2 separate regions of the Mus musculus genome follow, and region 1 is linked to region 2. The links are chromatin contacts, called in public Hi-C maps. All regions are on one chromosome and are shown on one strand. The core of a region is the stretch at or near the end of the contact, and the rest is flanking DNA. Distances in the headings are between cores, read along the strand shown. Region 1 overlaps Pde11a (phosphodiesterase 11A). Region 2 overlaps Pde11a (phosphodiesterase 11A).

Region 1 (4,533 bases), core at 790-3,289, 40 kb after region 2:
TGGGTGATCCTGAGGCCTGAAGCTGCTTCACCACTCGATTTTACCCCGGGAATGGACGTGATCTCTTAAATCTAGACTAGGTGATGAGGATGCCCTTTGACCTTCGACACCATGTCTCACCATTTCCTTTGCTCTTATCTCCATATGCAAATGCCACAAGAAGTGTCTATTCTTGGTGTTTTATTTACTTTGCCATGATGTCAGTTTGTGGCTTGAGCATTAATACTGAAAACCTGGATGATGGAAGAGGCGGTCCAGACTCAAACATCCACCTTGAGTTACTGGCCTTTAATTACTGAGGCAGTTATAGGGCCGTAAACGAACCTCGTCATTGACTACAGCTGTAACCCAGGCAGTTCTGAACTGGAATAAGGGATGACTGAAGGAGGCAATACAGCCTAAGAAAGTCCACAGGTTGATGCTAACGGACAGACTGGCGGTAGGTGGTGATAACCATTAGCTCTGTCTATTGCAACGGAATCCAAGGAAAAGTGTGTAAAACCACGGGAGTGTATAATTGGTGTGCTGAGCTCATTTTCTCACGTTATCACAGCTGGCATCTTCAGGTTATTAAAAGCCTTTAAACTAGCCGTCTTTGAAGAGATCTAATTGTCAATATGGTCTTTATATGCTATTCCTGTTAGCGCAGTGCTGAAGAGACGTAAACGGGCACTAAAATCTGCACAAATTTTCTCTATGTCACTTTCTCATTTCAAGTTCATGGAACAGTAAATGTTAATGAGGAAAAAGAAAACACTCTTTGGATCTTGGCCTGCTCATTAATGCACAGGGCAATCAGCCCATAAAGGATAATTTATCGACGCTATAATCAGAATCAGACTTCAAGAAGCAGATAATTTATTAGTACCTGGCAGTTTGGGATCTTTGTGTGTGTATGAGTGGCCCTACAAACAAGACTATTTCCTGAGGTATGAATAATATCAGAACTAGGGAAAATAAGCCTGAGCTCTGACTTTCTGGAAGAAGCACAATCCACTTGTTGGGCAGCGTTGGGACACTGGCTTTCAAGTCAGTGAGCGTCAGTTTTAGTTGCTAGCTAGAGACAATCTAGTCTGACCTGCCAGGAGATTCTCAGGGAGGGTTTGTCTAGACAAGGTCAGCCTGTGGAGAGTGTCTGTTAGGCATTAGCTGGAGTATGCCAACTGAGGTAGGAAGCCCCAGCTACTGTGGGCATCACCATTGCCGTGGTGGGGGACCCTGAACTGTGTGAATGGAGAGAGGTATTGAGTTGGGCACGTGCAGGCCTGCTCTCCTCCTCTCCCTGCTCCTGACTGTGTGGCCTTGACCAGCTGCCTCCAGGTCCTGCCCCCGGGACGTCCCTGCAGTAGCCGACTGTACCCTGAGCTGTGAGCTAAAATGAACTCGTTCCCCTCTAAGTTGCTTTTATGGGGTGTTTGGACACAGCCACAGAAACAAGGCAGAGACTAACTGCAATCCTGTTTTCCTGCCTGCCACAACACATTGCTTTGAATTCTTCTTAACAAGACAAGTAGGAGGAATCAGAATAAAGGAAATCACAGATAGAATCAGGTGAAGCAATGTGAAACAGAACCAGCAGGCACGAGGACAGACTGCAGCTTTATCTCATGTGCAGTTGGCTCCCCTCTCGGCCACGCCCTCTATGTGTATAAACGGCTATAAACTACGAGTAAGGAAGGGCACAGATCTCACTCTCCACTCTCTGTAGTACTGGTGCTCGCTCACACTGCTGACTGAGGTCTTCAGAATGTGCCTTCCCAGTCCTTACCCAGCAGCCTCTCCACCTGCACTGTCCTTCCCAGCCCTTGATGTCACCCTGGCAGGAATGCGTCCCTGCTCTGCTCTGCAGTGAAGCTTTTGGTCTCTGATGTGTGCAGATGGCCCTCTGGAGGCTGAGATATCTGAAGTCGGGCATAAGCAGAAACCATCCTAGCCATCAGGCTTTCGCTTCCGCTCACGTTCGCAGCTAAGAACAAGGACCCATGGGTGGCTGAGGGGCGAGACAGATCCAAGAGCTGTCTCGAATGCTGAGCCTGGACTCGTGCAGATAGGGAGGCATGTGAACTCGCTTCCACTAGAACACTAGTGATTAGAAAGGCTCTTAGACTCATGTACATGGCCACATCTTGCTGGTCTCTGGGACATTTCTGCATCTAGGGCTTCTTTTGAGACCTGTCATTTGCCTGTGTGTATCTGAGCTCCAGATCTTTTCTAACACCAGATAATTAAATAATATCTTCCCAAACTCTGGGGTCATCGCTGATTCACTGAGCACTGGTCCAGCTAAGTAGAGTGAACATTAGGACTATTCTTTAACTATCTTTTAACTATCCTTTAACTCAGGAAATCTATGGATAACACTGATTCCAGATTTAAATCTCTATGCTGTTTAAAAGAAAATTATGCATACTTTCAAATGCACTAAAGATAATATGTCACAACACAGTTGTATGTATATGTGTCTTGTCTGTATATACTGGTGAAAATAAAGTACTTATTCAGTTATTTACTTAGCTGTATACAACTGAGTCTGAAGTTTTCATAAATGTCCCATGACTATACACAGGATTATTCTAAGCATACTATATTTTAATGTTATTGCTGCAGTTACAATAGACACAAGCCATCAATTAGGGTAATGTTTTATTTACTTTATATATCAAGGAAAAACCATTTGGTTGACATTACTACTATATCTAAATTACATTATAATAGGATATAATAGGATACATTATAATATCTTTTGGGATACAATCTGGAATAAATCAGCTCAGTTAGTAATCTTGATGGTTTTAAGATGAAATAACCCTTTGTTCTCAAATTTAAATACTTCATATTTTTAGTATGTTTGGAGCTCATAATAGAAAAGCATGGTGTGTTCTAAGACACTGGAGTTCTGTTTGCTCTAAAGCAAAGAATGAAGCCTGAATGCAGGTTAGTGACCTTCACAAAGCAGAGAGCTCTGGACCCGGTGTGGCTTGCTGTGTTTCTGGGAGGTTGCTGTGGGTGACTTTTACGGTCACATTTAGTTCATTATGCATTTTGCTGTCTTCTTTCTAGTTACTTCCCTGCTTTGGCAACAAGGATAATCATAATAGCAGCCACAATGAAATAATAGAATGTGATATTATCTTTTTAACAAGAGCTGGGTATTTCCATTAAGTAAATTTCTACCTAACAAAACCTTTGCCTTATTATTTAACTATCCAAATTTACAGATCAAAATAAAATTTTTACAGATTTACCATATAATATCTGGTGTTTTGATGCACAAATACTAAATTTTACTAAGGTAAATAAGCTTTAAATATTTTGTATACATTAAGTAAAATGCAATTTAAATTGGCATCTAAAATAATTTCATATCATAGTTTTAATATTTTCTTGAAGGCTAACTGCCTTAAGATCTAGAATACTGATATTCTTTGCATTCATTCATTCATTCATTCATCCATTCATTCACTCACTCATTCATTCACAGCGTTTACTGAGTGTCACTGTGGTCCAAGACTTTTGAAATGCAGTAGAGATAGAACCATGAAGAAAATATAGAAAAATCTCTGCCATAATGGAGTTCATATCCTAGTCAACACATACCATGATTTAAATGCCCAAATTCCACGTGTTGGAAATTTGCACTCACTGCAGTGGTGTTGGTAAGTGAGACTTTGGGAGATGGGTGGGTCCTGAGGGTCCTGCCTTGGTTCATGAATGAATGGATTCGTGGCTTACCAGAAGGAAAGGATTTAGAGCAGTTCTCTGGAGTGCTTGCTCTATCTTGCAACATGATGCCCTCTGCTATGTTGTGATGAAGCAAGAAGCCAACACACACACACACACACACACACACACACACACAGACACACACACACACATGTGCACACAAATCAGACGCTGAGAAGATGTCAGTCATGCCCTTGGGTTTCTCAACCTGTACAGCATGAGCTAAGTAACCTCCATTGTTTATAAACTACACAGTCTTACGAATTTTGTTACAGAGACAAAAACAAACTAAAAGAGTATGTCAGCTGTTTGCCTCTACAACAAATAGGCACTGAGTGCTATGGATTCGATTGCTTTGTTCTTTCCTGGGGTTGAGGCAGCAATTACCTCTTGATAGTGCTGTCTCTCCTTTTCACTTTGGGGAACCACGCTAAGACTTTTCCTTAAGCATCTGGCTAATGTAAGGACTCATTACCTACCTACTGTGTGGACCTTGCCCTGCTGGGGAATTCTGTCCCTGTACTCAGGGTCTTTCTTTGTTCTTTTTAGAAGTTCAGATGGTTTGATTCTAATATGACTATCAGAACCAAAGGTCTCTGTGTCATTCTTTCCCTATGAGGATGAAACGGATCTCTGTGCAGATATGACTCCTAGAACAGCAAGCAACTTCATGGACTAAGATCACAGTACAGGACATTTCTTATACATGCAGTCGCTTTCCCTGATAATTCCCAGCACTTTAAAACAGAATTGAAAAACACAAAGAACAAAGCTTTTAAAGGGAGAGAAATCACTTTCCCAACATTCTTA
Region 2 (4,883 bases), core at 1,181-3,680:
AAAGCTTACCCCACACTTTATTTGCCACCAGTGAACCAGGATTAAATATGAGACCTGTGAAAATTTAAAACTTTTTAAAGCCCCTCACTTAACACCCTTAGGTGCCAGGTTTCAGTCCCAAGAAAGTGGCACTAGCAAGCTAAACAGTGCAGAAAATGGAAGCCGTGATGGATGGCTGCTGGGTCTCTCTGACCTGAAGGATTGGGCTGGCATCATAAAACACAAAGCGACAGATTAAGCAGTTTACCAACACCATAAAAACCTCAAGAATAAACTCACTCTGAAAACCAAAACCAAAACCTTAAGAATCCCAATTTGTAACTAGACAACCCCAGACCCCAAACTGCATGCATTTCCTTATAAGCCTGTGCCCAGGAGCAGGGCTTACAGTTTCTTGGTAATGTCAGACACGATTATGTCCGTACACTTTTACAATTTACATGTCCTAAGAAAAATACCCAGTGCAGGCTCATGGTGCGGGAGAATTTATTTTCGCTAGGAGAGGAATGACCCATAACTCACGAACGGTGATGCTTAAAGTGAGTTATGGAGGTTACTCTCCTGTGAGAGGAAATGGATTGGACGATCCTTCTGCCCCGTTGTATGTTTGGTTATTAGCGCACCAGGTTCTTAATTATGTGTGGCCTTGCCTTTTTTTCTTTTGTAAAATAGATGTGAATAAAGAGAAAGCCAGTTAGAAGCACGGAGTGCCTGATGGAGGCTCTGCGATGCAGGTGGAAAGAGTAAAAATAAAAGCCATTTCACACAACTGAAGGGCAGGAACCTTAAACTTGCCTGAACCACTGTCTCCAACTGGTCCATTCCACTGATAATTTATGAGGTCCACAGCTGATGTTCTGCAGAAACATTAAACACCACTCCTTCCCTAAATACAAAATTTGCCACATGTTTCTGTTACATCTACGTGAAGATTTAAATGTTTTTTTTCCAACGTGCAAATTTGATTTTACTACTATAGCAAAGCTACAGAACACAGCAGTTTTGTTAAGGGAAGTGTGATTACGTACACTGGCGAGGTGGTGCGAGGGAGGATGCTTTTTGGAGACCTCAGACATGATTACCATTTACTTCAGTGCAGCCAGTCACAGAACTTATTGTAACCTGCCAATGACACAAGGAATTTGATTCTGTCTCCTGATGCGGGTTCTGGCTACTGAAATGTTTTATTTAACAACTGGCTGCCTCTGTCCTTCCCAAGGGGGCAAACAAAGAGCTCTAATTGTATTCCAGAGAGATTCCTTTTGGGGGAAATTTTTTGACCTCAAGGATCAGGACTTATCTGAGAACGTCAGTCACTAGACCGCGTGAGATGCTCCAGCTTGAGGCTGGGACAGATTTCCCCCCTAAGTGTCCCTTCTGTTCTCCAGCTTGAATTATTGATAAAATGGCGTGGCTATCTCCCCAAATAACCTTGTTGACAACACAAAGGTGGACTGAAGAACACTACCTCCACACTGAAGATTTAGGATCCCCAGTAAATGTCAGGAGGTGTCAATGTGTGTGCCGTGACACTTGGTTATTATTAGTGTTTAACTGCCGGTCCCCACCAGCGCCATGCCGCCAGCACCACCATAAATTTTAATGTGATCACGTGCTCTTCCCTTTTCACAGCCAGCGAATTCTGCAAGATCATAATATCCTATATGAACCCTAGCTGAACCTTAGCGTGATGCGATAAGAGCGAGATTTTGAGCAATGAAAGTTGTTCGTCATTATAGTGCTTAAAAAAAAAAAAACCAAAAACCAAAATCCCGGACGCTGAGCAACATAGTTCTTCAAATAATATTTCCCTAAGATAAATTCACTCATTCAATTAATCTTTATTGAGCCCTACGGGAAGCAGGGCAATGCCCTAGGTGATAAAGAGTCTATTTATAAGACACTAAAGAATCCTGACTCTTAAGGACCCTTTCTGTTCCCCTTGGAAAATCTGTCAGAGTACACACCATTTATAATGCAAACAAAAAGTATGTCTGTAACTTAGACATCAAGGCACGCCTTTTAGTCTACAGAATACAAGCAAAAAAAAAAAAAATCCATTCCTATATCTGGTTTACCCTGTCAGTACAGGAGCCCTGGTCATAATCTTTCATTACACATGTGCACAACGGGCTAGCATTCCTTTCTCCTTACATAAACAATGAGAATTTGTATAGATACCATTGGTATATAGGTTTTTAGTCTCTGTCTAGCCATGGTTGATGAAAGCATTATCTAGTATATTTATTAGAGGAAGGCAAAGCTCAGGAAAAAAAATTAACTATATAGGTATTTCCTTCAAATAAAAGGTAACCTTGAAGCTTTGATTCCGCAATTTTAAAAAAATTTCCAGCGAGGTGCATGGAACAAATCAATAATCGATCAATGGGTTTCTGGGTGAATGAAATATCCACCCACGTCTGAATAAAACTGCTCGTGCTATAAACTTCCCCTTTGTTTCCTTTGATTTCTAAGGAGCTAAAGTTATTTGGTTTCCTAAACATGAGGCTGGATGCTGTTGCAAACCATTTTGAGTGAATAATCTTATTTTCTCTGTGTGAAATAATTTTAGAGATAAAAGCTAGGAAGTTGGTGCAAATATGCATGTGAGTGTCCAGAAGTTTGTGGTTCCAAACCCGTTCAGCAGTGCCCAGCTGCGCAACTTCCCCCTTCTCCTAGACAATGGGGTTAGGAAAATGCGCGATCAAATTTCAAGTCACGTGGAGGAGGCAGGATTCTTCTTGCTAACGCACAGTCATAAAACAGGCCCATCTTCATAGAAGGGGCTCTGTTCCGACAGACCGGCTTTGTTGGTGAATATTTTAAAGAAAACATTTATTTTTGCACTGGCCTGAATCTGTCGCGCCAGAAGAAAAGAAGCACTTTCAAGGAAGGTTGGTCAAGGTTTGACCGCTCACTGCTTCCTCCCCCCCCCCCCCCAACACCCCGCCTCCGGATTGGTTGGGAAACTTTGCCTTGGAGCGCCATCTAGAGGAAATTCCAGCACACATCGGGCGTCCTTTCAGTCAAAAATTTCCTTCCTTCTTTCCTTCCTTCCTTCCCTCCCTCCTTTCTTCCTTCTCTTTTTCTGTCCCTCCCTCCCTTCCTCTCTCCTTCCCTCCCTCCTTTGCTCCCTCCCTCCCTGCCTTTCTTCCTGTTGGCTGGTGGTAACTTGAGAAGCAGAGGCAAGATGATCAAAAGTTCAACCTAATGTGACCACAGAATTGAGGAAGGGAAACTGGGGTTGTGGGGAGGGGTGGAGGTCTGGAGAGCGGATGCTGTGGAACACAGATGCTGTGTACATAGAAACGAGGAGATGGGGGGTTTAACTGGGAAGAGGGGAGGGAGAGACGCACAGAGGGAGAGGGAGGGAGGAGGGATACATAGCATTAAGGGTGTTTGAAAAAAATTGTAGGGAAACATTTTTATGTTTCTTAAAACACACAAATATGCAACATGTGTGTGTGTGTGTATATGTATCTATACAGTTTAAATGAAGTGACACTTGGGAGTGATACTATTCTCTCAGGAGCTTTAGACTATCTAACAAAACACCCAATGCTAGACAGGCAGGGAAAACTTTCTCTAGATTTGTTGGTCAAGAGAGTTGGAAGAAACTTCCAAAATAACACAGCTTATTGCTGTAGCTAGTGGTTGCCTCTCAGAACTTGCAGGCAAGGCCTGTTCCTAGAGATGCTACATACGTCAGATATAGTCGTTGCAGGAATAAAGCTAGAACTGACCTGGAAGCCTCAGCCCTGAAAACTAGCTTTCCTAGTACCTGAAATGACTATGCAAGTTGACAAAGCAGAAAAACAATGAATAGCCCCACCCACCTGCTGAGCTTCCCAACCATACAACGACCAGCACTCATCAAAGGTTCAAGGAAAGTTGCAATAGTGACACTGATATCTCGGAGGTGACAACAGCTGTCTACTTGGATTTGTATCCTGCTTAAGAGGAGGAACTCATGCTTAGTGTTGTAAACCTAGCCAACTACCTATGACTTGCAAGATCAAGGACCCTAGAGGAGAACCTAGCATGGCTATTTCCCCCAAGGGTACAGTAGATGTCTAACTGTATTCTAAATATGTATCCTTATACCTGCAGGTGTAGTTCTCACTCCTCCTCAAAGAAGCTTCCTTTTGCAGCTTCTTGCAGACCAAGAAGCTACAACTGGTCAAAACGCTGAAAACAGCAGACCGTGGAATGCTCAGCCTCAGCTGAATCATGCACAACACAACTCACTCCTTTACCCAAGGCTCAGGGGACATCTTCAGGGATGGAGCAGAAAAATTGCAAGAGCCAGAGCGTCAAGATATCTGCTCTGAGATTGTGTCTTCTACATAGGACAGGGAAACTGCACCCAGGAAGTCTCAACAGCATGGCTGCCTAACCAAGATCTGTATAACACACCTGTTAACATACCAATATAGAGGAGGGAAATGTCACAAGGCCCCACTTCCAGATGAAGATCTAGAGGCAATGAATGGCTTCTGAGAGACGAAGTCTCAGTCTTCTCCAGGGACGGGCTCTCTGATGTGTTATCCAATCCCAAATGGTCAGCCCTAAACATATGTACATGCTAGCAACATCAAACAGACTCAGAAAGCTGTGTATATAACCAGAACTAATGATATAATTACAATTATGCGATTAAAGAAGATGAGGTCATGAATCTGAGAGGGAGTAGGGGGCAAGGAAAGGGGGATGAACAAGGTGGGGTGGAAAGTATTAAATACAGTATTCATGTATAAAATTCTCAAAAAAATAATGCCAAGTCAGGAGGCAGAGTATGTGGCAAGTATATTTGGTAGGAAGTGAATGAAATCAAAATACATTGTATGTATGATAGAAATTATTAAAGAGATCAAAACATTATG

Evidence for each region. Hi-C and Micro-C count contacts between places; a contact is called where the count stands out from the background.
Region 1: a contact with region 2 is called in a Hi-C map of the N1E-115 cell line, with 7 times the contacts expected there. The contact joins two enhancer-like sites. A contact is called at or near these places in 3 of 15 datasets of contacts at CTCF or cohesin (the NIH/3T3 cell line, embryonic stem cells and pro-B cells), 17 of 484 Hi-C or Micro-C datasets (the G1E-ER4 cell line, the HPC-7 cell line, the N1E-115 cell line and 9 more), 4 of 115 datasets of contacts at active chromatin or transcription factors (the SCID.adh cell line, embryonic stem cells and microglia) and 1 of 9 other capture datasets (embryonic stem cells).

Annotation. Positions count from the first base shown.
Region 1 is chr2:76,108,137-76,112,669 of GRCm38.p6, forward strand. The region is part of intron 10 of Pde11a (phosphodiesterase 11A); the gene reads right to left. Among named protein-coding and RNA genes, the nearest start is that of Gm52518, 74 kb to the left of the region's middle. Within about 2 kb of position 2,040, at least 18 of the 459 cell types and tissues checked have an H3K27ac peak or open chromatin away from gene starts, as enhancers often do. A contact at or near this core is called in the N1E-115 cell line and the SCID.adh cell line, where this site is marked.
Region 2 is chr2:76,067,836-76,072,718 of GRCm38.p6, forward strand. All of the region lies in intron 12 of Pde11a (phosphodiesterase 11A), which reads right to left. Among named protein-coding and RNA genes, the nearest start is that of Gm52518, 34 kb to the left of the region's middle. Within about 2 kb of position 2,431, at least 252 of the 459 cell types and tissues checked have an H3K27ac peak or open chromatin away from gene starts, as enhancers often do. A contact at or near this core is called in the N1E-115 cell line and the SCID.adh cell line, where this site is marked.